Linked DNA regions of Mus musculus: all the other regions are linked to region 1. The links are chromatin contacts, called in public HiChIP or PLAC-seq and promoter capture Hi-C maps. All regions are on one chromosome and are shown on one strand. The core of a region is the stretch at or near the end of the contact, and the rest is flanking DNA. Distances in the headings are between cores, read along the strand shown. Region 1 holds the start of Vapa (vesicle-associated membrane protein, associated protein A). Region 2 overlaps Man2a1 (mannosidase 2, alpha 1). Region 3 overlaps Man2a1 (mannosidase 2, alpha 1). Region 4 holds the start of Mtcl1 (microtubule crosslinking factor 1).

The links. Promoter capture Hi-C pulls out the DNA fragments that hold promoters and counts their contacts. HiChIP or PLAC-seq counts read pairs in DNA pulled down with a chosen protein or histone mark.
Region 2: a contact with region 1 is called in a promoter capture Hi-C map of liver, with 2.8 times the contacts expected there. The contact joins the enhancer-like site here to the promoter of Vapa in region 1. A contact is called at or near these places in 7 of 39 promoter capture datasets (the 3T3-L1 cell line, hippocampal neurons, liver and 3 more) and 3 of 115 datasets of contacts at active chromatin or transcription factors (bone marrow-derived macrophages, embryonic stem cells and epiblast stem cells).
Region 3: a contact with region 1 is called in a promoter capture Hi-C map of pre-B cells, with 3 times the contacts expected there. The contact joins the enhancer-like site here to the promoter of Vapa in region 1. A contact is called at or near these places in 6 of 39 promoter capture datasets (the 3T3-L1 cell line, the C10 cell line, hippocampal neurons and 3 more) and 3 of 115 datasets of contacts at active chromatin or transcription factors (astrocytes, embryonic limb bud and embryonic stem cells).
Region 4: a contact with region 1 is called in a FOXA1 HiChIP or PLAC-seq map of pancreatic cancer cells. The contact joins the promoter of Mtcl1 here to the promoter of Vapa in region 1. A contact is called at or near these places in 1 of 39 promoter capture datasets (pre-B cells) and 3 of 115 datasets of contacts at active chromatin or transcription factors (large pre-B cells, pancreatic cancer cells and pro-B cells).

What each region holds. Positions count from the first base shown.
Region 1 is chr17:65,611,660-65,615,413 of GRCm38.p6, reverse strand. Vapa (vesicle-associated membrane protein, associated protein A) reads left to right here and starts at 1,859. Exons shown (of 6, transcript NM_013933.3): 1 at 1,859-2,194. The coding sequence starts at 2,116.
Region 2 is chr17:64,620,749-64,624,502 of GRCm38.p6, reverse strand. The region is part of intron 1 of Man2a1 (mannosidase 2, alpha 1); the gene reads right to left. Among named protein-coding and RNA genes, the nearest start is that of Man2a1, 21 kb to the right of the region's middle. Within about 2 kb of position 2,007, at least 106 of the 459 cell types and tissues checked have an H3K27ac peak or open chromatin away from gene starts, as enhancers often do. A contact at or near this core is called in bone marrow-derived macrophages, liver and trophoblast stem cells, where this site is marked.
Region 3 is chr17:64,666,798-64,670,551 of GRCm38.p6, reverse strand. Man2a1 (mannosidase 2, alpha 1) reads right to left here. Exons shown (of 22, transcript NM_008549.2): 7 at 3,629-3,754; 8 at 963-1,140. Among named protein-coding and RNA genes, the nearest start is that of Man2a1, 67 kb to the right of the region's middle. Within about 2 kb of position 1,756, at least 52 of the 459 cell types and tissues checked have an H3K27ac peak or open chromatin away from gene starts, as enhancers often do. A contact at or near this core is called in liver and pre-B cells, where this site is marked.
Region 4 is chr17:66,448,023-66,451,776 of GRCm38.p6, reverse strand. It overlaps Mtcl1 (microtubule crosslinking factor 1), which reads left to right and starts at 2,027. Exons shown (of 14, transcript NM_172963.4): 1 at 2,027-3,460. The coding sequence starts at 2,432.

The sequences.
Region 1 (3,754 bases), core at 610-3,109:
AAAATTCAAGTCTTCTGCAAGAGCAGTATGTGCTTTTAACCGCTGAGGCAGCTTTTCTGCTCCTAGACTTCTACTCTTCAAAGACATAATGGTTTAATTAAGGAAAAAAGATAATATTTTCTTGTTATTGTTTCTTAGCACATGTTAAATTTATACATCTTGGGATTGCATTGTGTTAGAATTTTTTATTTTAAAATTGCAGTTTGAGTTACTGATTTGCACTTCATTAAAAAAATCACACGAAAATTTTGGCTGGTGATTGGGATAGAATTTCCAACTATTTTTGAAATGTTTCCAAATCTATTTTTTTGCCACTTTGCACTAGGTATTTATATAAAATGATTCTCAGCATTGGTAATTATAAAATCAAAATAGCAATCAATTACAAAAAAAGTTGACAATGTTGTGTTTAGCAATATCAAATATTCAGCCAAGAATAAATAATTTTTACGTAGAGATGAACAAGGAAATCCATCTCGTTTGCATACAAGCTTGCTTTTGTCTTAAATGGATTTTTGGTCTGCTTCTTTTCAAAATTCATTTTTTAGGTTAGGATACAAAGTAAGCATTCAAAGAAAGAAAACAAACTTTTTTTTTTAAACGACCAATGTTTGCTTTATACCACTATTATATCCTATATACCTCGAGTGGCATGAAAGTTTTTCAGGTGTCGGGGCGGCAAGTTGAAAAAGTCTAATTAGCTGTATTCTAGACTGCTCATTTCGACATTTACTTCCAAGCAATCTAGAGTGCCTTTTCGTGGCAGAAGCATGAATATGTGCTTTGTTTCGCACGGAGCTTCCTAGAGATTTAAATTCAAGCAGCACCATAGGACACAATAAAGGTTTTTACAGCACATCCATTTGTTTTGTTTGCTCTTCCCGTCCCTGGATACCCTGGCAAGGGGCTGAATATCTGTCAGCAACTTGCTTGGCATTTTTTTTTTTTTTTCTCATTTGGTACAGGCTCTCCTAAGTGATACAGATAAAATTCGTCCCTAGCACGAGAATGTGGCAAACAGATTTGGGTATGAGTTTGAAGTGAACCACACTGTAGATACAGCACGTGAACTCCACGCTGTAGGAACAGAGATTTCGTTTCTACCCTTGTAGAGAAACTGTGCCTGGCACAGATTTCCCCTGGAACTCGTTCGCTTGTGAGCGAGATGTGTTTCCTTTGGCTGGGCAGGAGGGAGATGGGGAGGAGGCAGTCTTGGAACAGCAGGCAGAACGGAGCGCACGTTCGCTGAGGGCGGAAGGAATCCCCAGCAGACCAGAGGGACACGCCCTGCCGCTCTCCCAAAGGGCGGTCTCTCCTGGGATGCCTGGCTTCCAGGCAGCCTGCAAAAACCCTTCTCTTTTCCAGGGCAGACAAGACGCCCTCGGCGAGCCAAAAGCCGCGTCAGCGGCCCCACCCACTCGCCTCCAACGGACCCAGGTCGCCTTCCCGGTTCCCAGCAGCCACCGCGGAGGCGCCGCCCGCACAGGGCATGCTGGGAGTCGAGGTACCCGGCGCTTCATGACTCTCTTCCGTTCGGAATTCCACTTGGAACGCCGTGAGGTAGCGTCGTAGTCGGCGCTCCAGCCCCGCACTCGCAGCTCCAGGGCCCCAAGAACGACACCCCCTTCCCGGGGCGCCGTGCACCGCGTCTCCCCGCAAAGAGCCCCGCTCCGCCCCCCCGACCCTGCTCTACGGAGATTGACAGCGGCGCGGCGCCCGGAGCTGCGGCCAAGTCGGAGGTGCGCAGGCGCACTAGCTCAGCGTTGACCCCTCCCACCCCCCAGTTAGGCCCGGAGGGCGGGGCCAGCACGAGGGCTCCAGGCCGCGGGGGCGCGCACGTAGGCACGTAGGGCCCGTCACGTGGGGCGCCGAGGATCGCAGTGCGCGTGGCCGCGGCGGCTGGTGTGGGGTTGAGTCAGTTGTGACACCCGGAGCTGCTGAGCGGACAGGCTGCCCTCGGGACCCCCGCGGCCCGGCAGCAGGCGCGGAGCTTCGGGAATCGTGAGCCTGGCCCCGTCCTAGAGCTCCGCGGAGCCGGCGCCGCCACCGTCCCCTCGCCCCCGCCAGCGAACCGCCGCCGCGGGCGCGCCCCCGCTCTGCGCTGCGCTGTCTCCTATGGCGTCCGCCTCCGGGGCCATGGCGAAGCACGAGCAGATCCTGGTCCTCGACCCTCCTTCAGACCTCAAATTCAAAGGTAGGCTGGCTGGGACGCTCCGGAGCGGAGCTGAGGCTGGGGCTGGGGCTGGCGGGCGGCGGCGGGGTGGCCGGGCCGTGCTCCCCTCCCCCACGCCCCGGCCGAGCGTCGGAGCCGCGGCCCCGCTGCGTCCCTCGGCCCCGCGCCTCGCCGTCCGCCGCTGCCGGGCCGGGCCGGGCCGGGCTGGGCTGCGCTGCGGAGGGGAGGGGAGGGAGCCGCCGGGCGCCGCGGAGGGCTCCGCCGCCATCTTGCGGCCCCGCGGGGGCGCCGTGGGAGCCCGCCCGCGCCTTGCCCGCCGGCCCGCATGGCGTCCTTGCCCCAGGGGCGGCCGCGGCGCGGCGCGGTGCGGTCGGGCGGTGCGGGAGGGCGACTGGGAGCCGGAGCTCCCTAGTCGGCGGGCGCCAGTGGGCGCCGTTCGGCGGCTTTGGGCAGGCGCGGTCCGCCGCGGGCGAGGAGGCGTTCACGGTCGCGGCCTCGCCCGGAGTCTTTCCCGGTCAGGTGCGGGACTCTGGCTGAGCCGGGAGACCAGGCAGCAGAGTCTCTGGCTGGGACTGACCCCGCGTGTTGGCACGGCCCCCAGGCGCGCGGCAGAAAGCTGTGCGTCAGCTGGGGCATGCATGGTCAGAGGTTAATGGTAGTGGGTCCCTTGTGTCAGCTCGGATTGTCCCTAGGTACGGAGGACCCAGTCCTTGAGTGCACACTGTCTTTACTGAAGAATTCTTTCAGCGTTTGTGACCCGCTTACGCTTGCGGTTTCCCTGCGTATCCCGAGAAAGCTGCTAAGGTGCCACACAGCTCTGGAACTGTTGACTTTGGAGCATTGACTGTGATAGACAGTGGCTTGGTGATTCTTGTTCAGATCCAAGGCGGTTTGCCTTCTCAGTGTGTAGGAAACGAAACGTTACACAGAACAATTTACTTTATTTTAAGGAGAACCAAAAGAATGGAGCTAAAGAGAAAACGTGATCCTTCCTATCTTTAAATGTAAAGTGCCCCCCTCCCCCCCCCCCGAAAGTTAATACCTTGCGTTTTAATTTCAGGAACTGATGAAAACAATTTTCCTTAGGCGCACATCGATTCCAGTACTAAGAGAAAAAGTAAACCCATTAATAGTAGTGTAAGAGTTAGTCCAAATGAAAATAGCTGAATTGTCCTTGTGGGAACAATTTAAAATAGTTCCAGACACTTAAAGATTTTATATCTTAAATAGTTTTAGGGCTTATAAACATTGGGTATTCTGCTAGTCACATGCCCTGCAGGTGTTTCAGTACATTCACAAGTTTCTCTTTACTAGACAAGAACTTGATTGTGATTTTAAGGCAGCTCTAATATCTTTGGAATTGGGTCGTGAACCACACTTATAATCCCGGCATTCTGGAAGTCCAGAAACCATCCAAAGTTTGAAATCAACCCGGGCTACAAGGGAGACACTAGACAGTGTCTCAGAACCTCGGGTAGTGTGTATTTTCCTGCAGCAAATTTCTGTATTGCCTGATTGGTTTTTTTTGGGGGGGGGAGGGGGGGAGGGAGTGGGCGGGGTTTGCTGAGAAGTTCTTATAGT
Region 2 (3,754 bases), core at 758-3,257, 990 kb after region 1:
TGGGAACCATGACTGCGGGCTCTGCCAAGGCACGCAGGGGACCAGCGGTCACCCTCCTCTGTCCACTTGTATATGCACAAACACACAGCACATGGGCAGCTAGGTCTGAAATACCTTCTTATAGCATAAGACCTTTCTGTAACCACTGTCTTTATCTAATCTTTAAAGTGTAAGACGATGGCCGGGATATTTACAGATGATTTCCTTGTCTCCCCAAATCCAGGCCTAACCGATCTTAGGGCCTCTAGAACCACTACTGCAGATACATGTTATATTCAAGAGTGAAGTTTGAAATTTAAGCAAAATAGACTGGGGTTAATTTGCAGGGTCAAAAACCATACAAGCTGAATGAGAGTGCTCTACCTCCCTTTGTTAACACATACTGAACAATCTAGAAAAAAATCAATTCATCAACTCTTAACTGCCACAGACATAAGCATGCCCTAATAAGCCAGTCAGGGTGCTTTTATTATGCTGTGTGACATGCAGGGCATTTTTGTTTTTAATTGATCCCCACATTAAAAAGCTTGACATCCTTACAACCTTGCTTTCCCAATTCCTGCAGCTAATGGCAGGAAGATCCATCTCTGACTTGTTCAACCCTGGATGCTCAGTTCCAAGTACAGGAAAGATATTCATGCATTTGTAAAATGTTTCTCAATAACTGCTCTGAACTGTAAGTCTAGGGTTGGGAAGAATGCCACACGGTGGGAAGACAAAAATACCTAAGATATATACTGTCATACATGTGTGTGTATGTATGTGTGTGTTTGAATATACAAGATAGCATTATAAGCAACACACATGCATACGCACACACCACAAACATACACTTTAAAATAAAATTAAAAAAAAATCTTTAATAAGTGTAAGAAGAAAGAACCAGAGATATGGCTCTGGTTAACAGCACTATCTACTCTTCCAGACAACCTGGATTTGATTCTCAGCTCTCACATGGTGGCTCACAACCATCTGTAACTCCAGTACCAGGGGACCCAATGGTGGACACCAGAAATGCAAGTGGTATAGACACACGTGCAGTTAAAACACCCATCATAGAATTTGTTCTGTTTTGTTTGGATTTTTTTTTAGACAGGGTTTCTCTGTGTAGCCCTGGCTGTCCTGGAACTCACTCTGTAGACCAGGCTGGCCTTGAACTCAGAAATCCACCTGCCTCTGCCTCCCGAGTGCTGGGATTAAAGGCGTGCACCACCATGCCCAGCTTCTAAGTAATTTTTTAATGAATAACAAAATCTGAAGACCTTACACAAACTTATCTAAATAGAATATTGATGAAAATTGACAACCTGGAGGAAGCAAAAGGAAAGACATAATATCTACAATGGTGCAATTTTGACAAAACATCTAACTAAAACCTACATTGTTTTTAACCTACTGTGAATATTTGTTGGTTTAACAGTGAGTCAAAGATTTAATTATACTCATAAAGTTGGGTAGGCAGATAAAGTGCAAAGAGGACACAGCATAGCCAAGGAGACCTAGGGTCTCAACACAGGACTGACTCTCTGATCATACCTAGAAGAGAGAGAAATCATGTGGGCTCCAGATCACCAGAGCCCTTTAGTGATAAGGTAGCCAGGAGCCTCCAGCCTGCAGCGCAGAACTATAGATGTGGCCCAACACAAAAAGCTTATTTGTTTAAACTGCCTCTAACATGATGAGGTTTCCTGTATGGCTGTTTTTATAACTAGAGTGTACAATTCCAGAGTATAAACATGTAGATTGTAATACCATGGCCATGCCAGTACACTGGAAAAAGGCTGGCCATGCCCGCCATACCAACGAAGGCCACATCAGTGTTGGCTATGAGGGCCAGCAGTTCTGTGCTATGCAAAGACCTAAAGCCCTCTTCTGCTGTGGCTCCCCATGGAACCCGAAAGAATAAAAAGGCTTGAGAGTCAAACGCACGGTGTCTCTGTCCACACTTCCATAGTTACAGGGAACAAATGGGGAGATTCTTCACACATGACCACATCAGAACAGCCTGGAGCTTCCTACAATTGTTCTGACTCATCCTGCTGAGGAGTTCCAGTCTCGAAACCGAAACTCCCTCCAGAGGCCATCGTAGCACCGAGGTCTCAATCAAGCAAGTCCCCATTCTGTGCAGAATCAGACCTTCAGAGCTGTCGCACTATCTCCCTAAAATGAAGCTTTGGTGTGCTCTCAGAGCTTTTAACGATACTATGCGAGGCTGCCTGAGCATGATACACCTCTCCAAGGTTCTCTGTGCTTGGACGAGGTTCCCCCTGGACCCACATCCTTAGCCCAGCTGCCCACTGTAGCTCAACACTCACAGTGAGGAGGGCAAGGAGCAGTCTAGGGAAAGCTTCTGCTATGGGCCTTGCTCCCAAACCCTCCGTGTCAGAGAAAGACTCAGTATAAACATCACCTGCTACGGTTTGGGAAGAGGGAGCCAACAGACATTAAAGGTGGCTTTCACTTTCATGATAGCTCTGAAGATACAATTAACAACCAGTGCCCAGGGTTCTATAGTAACTTAAGTACGGGTAGAAGAGTGTGCCCTGAGGCTCTGTCAGCATTAATGGTCTAATGAAAACCATTTTTAAATTATATTACACACCGGAATAAGGTCTCCCTCCAAACAGCCAAAATCCTTACCATATACCTCATAGGCAAACTCCACCCACATGGCTGGGAGGAAATGGTGTGGCCTGAAGGGATGTACCTGTGGTGTGCATTAAAGAAACAGAAATGATAGATAATGTTTCAATTACGCTGACAGGTCAAAGAATGCTGATAGGAATACTGAAAAAGACAGTTTTCTGTAGGGCAAGAAACCCACTGGTGAGAAAAGCGTGTTATCCTTTGATTTGCTAATCAGTTCTATGGGGAGGCATCTTCAGCCCTGTTCTGCCGGGGAGGGGGAAGAAGGTCATATTTGATTTTTCTCTGCTAGTGGTGAAAGAGAAGAGCTGAGGGAAAAGCTGGCACATATCAAAGACGTTGGGCAGAGCTAATTTAGAGTCTACAACGAGGTAGACCAGGATCGGTGCCCACTCCATCCTAGGAAAGAGATCCATCACTGTCCACAGCCAACTCTTAACACATTACATAATGATCTGCCCCAGGGAGGACACGGGCTGCTGGCGACGAGAGTTACTGTGACCACTCAAGCACGGCTGATTGTGCATCTTCTTCCTTCAGGCTTCACCTGCAAAGAGGGCTGTCTTTCCTTCCACAGCTCAGAGGCCTCACAAGCAGAGGCCAGGGTCCTCCCAATTTCTAAGCCCAAGCCCACCTCTGTCATCTCCTCCGAGGCTTCACTCCTGGGGAAATCCTCTCAAGGCTGCAGGTTCAAACTCCCCATGCCCAGTGGTGTGGCAGTTCTCCTACTCCAACCGACGGGAAGCAGACGGTCTCATAGGCTTATGACATAATGTAGTCTAATATGTTTAAATTTTAAATTAATTTATTATTATGTGTATGAGATTTTTGACGGCATGTATGACTCTGCCCCACATGTGTGTGATGCCCAGGGAAGACAGATGAGGGTATCAGGTTCCCTGGTACTGGAGGTACACATAGCTGAGTCACTGTGTGGGTGCTGAGAGAAGAACCCAGGGTGAGCAGTCTCTCCAGCCCCACTATCTGCATCTTTAAAAGTCAGCCACACCCCTGTGCCTCCCTTAACTACAAGACATGGCTCACCAGGATGCCATTAAACTGGACTCCCAAGGGATCTTGAAAAGGGGCAAAATCCAGCCATCTACTG
Region 3 (3,754 bases), core at 507-3,006, 940 kb after region 1:
CTATGTATATGGTTTTTTAAAAATTATTCTTAAACTTGCTTTAATGAGCATAAAAAAAGAAGAAATGGGAAAATGACAAAATTATGCCCTAATTCTTTAGGGTCAAGTAAGATATATAAGATGCATTTAGAGGGCTGGAGAAATGGCTCAGTGGCTAAAGCGCTTGCCGCAAAGCATGAGGACTTGAGTTCAGATCAGCAGTGCGCACATAAGAATGCCAGACACAGCCCGGTGTGGTCGCGCACGCCTTGAATCCCAGCACTCGGGAGGCAGAGGCAGGCGGATTTCAGAGTTGGAGGCCAGCCTGGTCTACTGAGTGAGTTCCAGAAACCCTGTCTCAAAAAAAAAAAAAAAAAAATGCCAGACACGGTGGTCCACGTAAGCCAGCACTACAGAGGTGGCGACAGGAGGAGCTCTGGAACTCATTGGTCACTCACGCCGTCTAGCCAGGTACACAAACTCCAGCTTCAGTGAGGTACTGCCTCAGATATAAGGTGAAAAAAGTTGAAAAGCCAGCGAGGGAGGTACTTAGCGTGAAATCATTCCGCTTAGGAAAACATGAAAGTGAATTCTCTGAACACAAGACATTTGTCAAACCCATGAAACGCTCATTCCTGGCAGCCAGTCACATCAGTAAAGCACAGGGGCAACGAGCAGGGAAACCAATAACCTTCACGTGCTGTAGACGAAGCAGACATCCCGACGGAGACGCTGAGACTTAGTAGGTACCGTTTTTAAAATCGCATAAAAAGACTGCTTCTCTAATCCCCAAGCAGGACATTTCCTCACACACAGGAGGAAAGGATGACTTTTGGAAATGGCACCAACCGCGTATGGCAAAGTTACATTTGTGGTTAATACAGGCAGGTTCCAGGGACACGGGACAGAGACACCAGATACTGTGGTCTTCAGTGGAGGATGGAAGCTCAACTTCAGAAACATCAGAAAGGCTCTCTCCTCACCTTCACTTTCAGATGAGGCTGCGAGTTCATGTAACTGAACAGTTGCTCGTAGTTCCTGCACTGCAGATCCCACTCTGTGTATTCACTGAACCGAAAGTCGTCTCCCAGTGGAGCCAGCAGAACTTTAGTGCGGAAAAGTTTTGACTTTTTCCGGTACTGATCCAATAGCATCTGAGCCCTGTGAAAGGGAAGGGGGAGATATTAAAAAATTATATCAGGAAAAGCTGACACGGCAACTCAGGAAAAAGACAGCTTAGAAACCAAAGGTGTATTATATGAAAAAAAATTATTAATTCCTTTTAAAAATTAGGTTAAGTGAAATTTATAAGACATGTTTTCTCCATCATTTATTGTCTGTTTTAAATGGCTATAAATTCTTACTGTACGGAAGTTATATCATTTTCCAATAGATAACCTTTGAGATGTCATAGCCAACTGAGATACCAGTGTCTTCCTGGAATCCCCTTCCTTACCACAGCAATTAAACACCAGACAGCCCATGTTTTACAATAATCTCATATGTGAAGATGTAAAGTCTCTCAACTACATATCAATACTGACCTTTGCTCTATTTTAATATCCTACTTTCTAACAATCAAAAATCTAATACTCTGGTAAAACATGGAAAAAGCATATTTAGAAAATGATTAAAAGTATAAATCATGATACCAAATATTTCCTGGAATTTTAATATTTTCCTTCCAAAGGAACAGCCATTCACTGTACAGCTGCCACCAACACCCTGGCCACTGTCACACTGTCCTGGTCAGTGGCTCCTGCTTGGCACCTGAATTTGCTATTCTGGTTTCCACCCTCTTGGGCTCTGAACCATGACCCTGAAAGGCCAGCCACGCATGGCATGCTGATGTCGACAGCTTTTATACTTCAGAGTCAGTGCTCTAGAGGAACTCCCTTTGAGGGGGCACTGAGTTGGAACACCATTGAAAAAACAGGAAGACAGACCCACAAAATGAAACTAAATAAGCAGATAAAGCCAGAGCCATTCAGGGTGGGGAGAGTCAAAGCTTGAGGCACTCGTGTTTAAATGACAAGAGTTGTTTCTCGCCTCGGATTCCAATCTTCACTTCAAAGATTATCCAAAAGTAAATTTCAATTCCCAATATAAAACTTATGAAAGTACCTCAAAGAACATCAATAGGGGTTATTTTATGAAAAAATAACATTTAATTAAACTTAGAATCCCATATGGACATTCTGAAATTTATACTCTCTGAAACTGCTTTGCAAATACAAATTTTTAGCAGTAATTTAATAGCTTCAAATTATCTTCATAGTAATTTCTTATAATATATAATTCTTAGTTTTAATAGCATGATGAGTAAAATATAATCATAGTGATTTTAAATAATATATGATTCATAGTTTTCTAGGATTAGCATTTGGTGAGATAGTTATTAATCTTTATTACCAACTACCTAAACTCCACATTTTCTAAATTTATTTCTTATTATTACTTCTAATTTGAAATGCACATGAAAAATGAAACAAAACTCCCTCCCCCAGTAAGAGGAATTAAAATAAAATATAAGAGCAGATAAAACATGTACTGTAGATGAGCACTCAACTATATTCCTGAGGTAATAATACTAGTAATAAATAATAAAAATGTTGACTAATAAATAAACCAAAGCTTGTATGTGTGGTTTACACACAGAGAGAAGACAGTATGAGCACTATCATGCCTGGCATCCTTCATAACACCTACAATGTGCACTATCATATCTACTTATTTAAAAAGCTACTCAACCATGCCCATGTAACCTCTTTTTGCTCTCTCTCAAACTCATAGCCTATATCCATTTAATCATACATGTGTATGTGTGTATACTTGATATATACTCCTAAAAATACCAGAGAACCCAGAACTGTTACTTTACTAAACTACTTAAAAGAGCTTTTAAATACGGATGATATTACATAATTATCAATTTATTCAAATGTATTCTTTCCCTAGCAGAATTTGGTATTTCTATATTACAACACAATGTATTACACATCTTTCACCTTTAGTGTAGTAACTGAACTTTAAGGAACCAAAATGAGAAACTATATGTGACTTGAAATGAGAAGTTTCCTTCATTATTGCATTTTTTTCTGAAGAAGTGGTCCATCCTTGCAATTTTTATTCAAATGTACTTAAGTATAAATAATTCTAATTAAAGTTTTCTGTAAGTCAAAAACATCAGAAAGATACAAAAATGTGTATTCATCCGAGCTGTGCAACTCACCGTTACTGAAATTGTTATTAAGGTAAGAGATAATTATACTCTTCATGTGCTCCATTTTAATAAATGTGTTTTTGCAGTTGAGCTGCTTTTCTTACCACTTCGTACAATGAGGACCAAAAGTCTTATTATCAACAGAAGTATATGGAATCAATCAAACCCAGTAGAAAGCTTTTACAGTGAGTGCAAAGGAGATGGTAATAACAGTGTATTGGAAGGTAGCCATTGTATATTGATCTGTCATTGTTCACTTGCCATTTAATTATAACGCGCAGGGGTGCTGACATTCCGAAGTTGCATTAGATCTGGCCTGAATGAGGATAATGCTGGCTGCCAACACCCACTTATTCGGCCCTTCAACAACAGGGAAGTGAGTGGCCACAGTGTTCTCTGTGTCTTATAAAACATACATTTTAATACCTGCTTTGGACATTTCCAGGAGATATTGCTTCTGGGGGAACTCCCCAGGGACAACCATATCTGCCTCCAGGAAGCCGTTTAAAATCAAACTGGCAGCATATTTTAGGATCAGGCCCACAGGTGTGA
Region 4 (3,754 bases), core at 778-3,277, 840 kb before region 1:
CCCTGGAGCCTATTTCTTTTCTACTAGCCTAGCCGGCCAGTGAACCCACACGCGGGCACTGCAAGCACGCTTGCTTTTCCAGTGAGCCATCCATGAACCCAACAAGCCCGTGTCTCTTTAAAGTCAGGAAAACAAAGGAGTACCGACTCCTCAGGCTAGATGCTATTGTATGTATTGTATTCCATGTATTGTATGTATTGAGTGATGCTAATAAGGAGGAACGTTGTCCTTTTTAAGGGAAAGGAAGTTGGGTCCCAGTCGGCAAGTTTTTGGAAGACTTACTGAAACACTTTTGGGTGGACTCTTCATGACTGTGTATGGTCTGAAAAGGTGACATGTTAAGAGTCCTGGTCATACTTCTTCAGGAATGTGAGGGTTGGCAGGGGATTTTGACTCCTCACGTTGGTACTGGAGGGGAACGCTGGAGCGCCCTCTCGTGGACACAGTCTCGTGGACACAGTTAGTCAAGCGTGCCTGCCGGCCTCCAAGCACTTCAAGGGGCAGGTCTCAAAAGGTACTTATTACGGATTATATAGGGTGTGCCTCACTTTCAGAAGATTTTCACAAAAGTGACTCGCAAAGTCCAGGCCTGTAAGTGCAAATTGTGTCGGAAGGTTTCAATAGGATCTGAGCTCAAGCCCCAACAAGACATTCTATCTTCTGGTTTATAATCAAAAAAAAAAAAAAAAAAAAAAAAGCCATTTCCTGCAGCTTCTGACGGTTCGGGCTACGGAAGGCCATTCTGTCGTTAAGACCACGGACTTTGAGTACAATTTTCCTTTAACATTTCAAGTCTGTACTCTCCTCGTGCTTCGGGATGCAGTCACCCACACCATGCCCTCTGCCCCACCCTGCGGCTCTGGGATCTTTCTCAGCAAATAAGATCAACCAGAATCCTTCACTTTCCACTCCACAGCTTTAGGTCTAAGCCCTGTCCCACTTAACTGTGCTGTGAACTTCAAGACCAGCATCTTTCAGGAAACACACAGGATTTCCCCGCTGGCGTCTTCTTCTTGTTCATCCCTGCTCCCCAAATCCCGAATCTAGATAGAGGACAACTTAGACTTGTCCTCGGGGCGCTTATTGCCCAACATCCAAAGCCTGGGATATAAACCACACGGAACATCTGTCAAAAGCACTTTACAGTGGACGGGTGAGTCCTTCTCTTTGCTCAGTTAATCAGAATACATCTACATTCGGTTTTCTCTGATTCTACAGGTGAGGCGGGAATCGGAGACCCAAAAGGTCAAGTACCTTGCCCACGGAGCGGAACCCTCAGGCTCCTTGGTGCTCTAAGGCAAACGTGTACTGCTGAGACTCCGGTAGACCTAGGTTTGAATCCCCGCTCAGCCCCGGAGTTCAAACAAGCCACTTCACTTCCTCGTGCCCATGTCTCCTTCTGAAAACAGGATTTCGAATTCGGGACTGTCATCATGCGAGTAGAAGCAGTGCCTGGAGCAAGGTCGCCGGAACTATAAATGTGAGCTCCCTTTCAGACCCCGGCTTGACGAGCTGCTTCTCCGATTTCTACAGCGGCTCCTCCCTTTCAGAGCTGCCCAGGCCACTGGGGGTGCCAACTGTGGAGCGCTGTGTCGGTCCTGACGCTGCATCCGGTACCAGGAATCCTTAAAGAAGCTCTGGGGAGAGCGGTGGGCAGCGAAGCGAAGAGGGGAGGCAGGAGTCAGATAGAGGGGGCTGGGTGGAACAGAGAGAAGGCTGGCACCCACCGCAGAGGGGCCCTCTACCCCGCCTGCACCTGAAGTGTCCCCAAGTGGCCGATGCCCGCCCTCTTCCCTCCCTTCACCCCAGCTTCTTCCCTTCCTAGCCGGCTCAGGGTGGTAGCCCCAGTACATCCAAAGGCAAAGAGTGGTCCTCTGCTGCGTGGACGCGTGGGCACTCGGGCTCTGCGTCTCCCGCGTCCCCCGAGCTGCAGCCCCGCCTCCTGCCCGCCCCGCCCCCTCCCCGTCCCGCTAGCAGGAGGCGGGGCGTGCGCGTCGGGCTGGGGACGGAGGGGGACGCGCGTGCAGCAGCTTCTCTCCGCCGGAGCAGCCGAGCAGAAGCCGTGGCTGCCGATCCCCCGCGGACTGGCAGTGGGCGGGGAGCGGAACTCGGGAGCCGGGCGCGCGTCGCCAGACAAGTGTTTTTGTGCGAGGCCGCGGTGGCGGCCACTTCAGCTCTCTGAACGCACGGTGCAGGGGATGCGAGCGGCCGTGGCGGCTGTGCCAGGAGGATCCGAGCGCCGTTGACCTGAGCGAGGGGACACACTCCCCCGGGTCGGCTGAGTGCGGGGGAGGGGACGGCGGGAGCGCAGGGTGCACGCCGGGCGGGGCAGGGGGTCAGTGATGACCGGGCGCGCGGGGAGGCTGCACGCCGCCGCCGCCGCCCGGAGCATCTGCCGCCTGAGCTGCGGATCGCAGCCGCCGCCCGGGCCATGGAGACGCTGAACGGCCCCGCGGGCGGCGGCGCCCCGGACACCAAGCCGCAGCCAGCCGGCCAGCATCACCGCCACCACCACCTGCACCCGCTGGCCGAGAGGAGGCGGCTGCACCGCGCACCCTCGCCCGCCAGACCCTTCCTCAAGGACCTGCACACGCGGCCCGCCACGGCCACCCCCTCTGCGGGCCGTGCCCCGACTCCCGCGGCTCCTCGCTCGCCTAGCCTTGCCGGGAAGGCGCCGCCGTCGCCCGGGCCCCCGGCCGCGCCCGGTCGCCTCTCCCGACGCAGCGGTGTAGTCCCCGGCGCGAAGGACAAGCCGCCGCCGGGCGCCGGAGCCAGGTCGGCGGGCGGCGCTAAGGCCGTCCCGGGGACCAGGAGGGCGGCGCGCGCGGGGCCGGCGGAGCCACTGTCCCGGGTTGGGAGGCCGACTGGGGCCGAGCCACCGCCTGCCGTCGCGAAGGGTCGCAAAACCAAGCGCGGCCCCGGGACGCCTCCAGCTCGCGCCGTCGTGCCCCCGGCTCGCGCCTCCCGGGTCCCCGCCGTGACCCTCTCTGTGACCTCGGTGGCTGGCTGTCGTATCAACCACACGGACAGCAGCTCGGATCTCTCCGACTGCGCCTCCGAACCCTTGTCTGATGAGCAGCGCCTACTCCCCGCCGCCAGCAGCGACGCTGAGTCGGGCACCGGCTCCAGTGACCGGGAACCCATACGCGGAGCACCCACTCCGAGCTCCGGATCCCGCGGGCCGCCGCCGGGCAGCCCCGAGCCCCCTATCCTGCTCGCGGCGCCCCCTGTCGCCAGTGCCTGTCTCGGGGGCCGAAGCAGCCCAGGCGGGGCCTCCACAGGGTCCCCGGGACCCGGTTCTCAGGAGGATGTTGGGGGCCGAGCGCCACCGGAGCGGACGATTCTGGGGACCTCCAAGGAGCCTAGCCTGGGCGAACAGCCCCGGCTCTTGGTGGTGGCTGAGGAAGAGGAGTTGCTGAGGGAGATGGAGGAACTGCGCTCGGAGAACGACTACCTCAAGGTGAGCAGCAGCCGGGGTGGCAGGTGTGTCTCGGAAGCCGACCCGGGATCCCCTGGCTTCCCTGGGGTCATGTGAGCTCGTCTCCTGGGGTCTCACTAATTCTTTACCCTTCTTTGCCCCTAACTGCTACCCAAAGCCGCTAGCTTCTGGTAACCTAACTCCAAACTTGTAGGAGGACCTGTAGGTCTGGTTCCCCCAGTTTTGCTCTTACTGTTTTGCCTGTCTTTGCTGATGCGTTTCGGGTGGCTATACATCGTTTTGGATACATTGACCCCTGCACTGTCACCTGTTGAA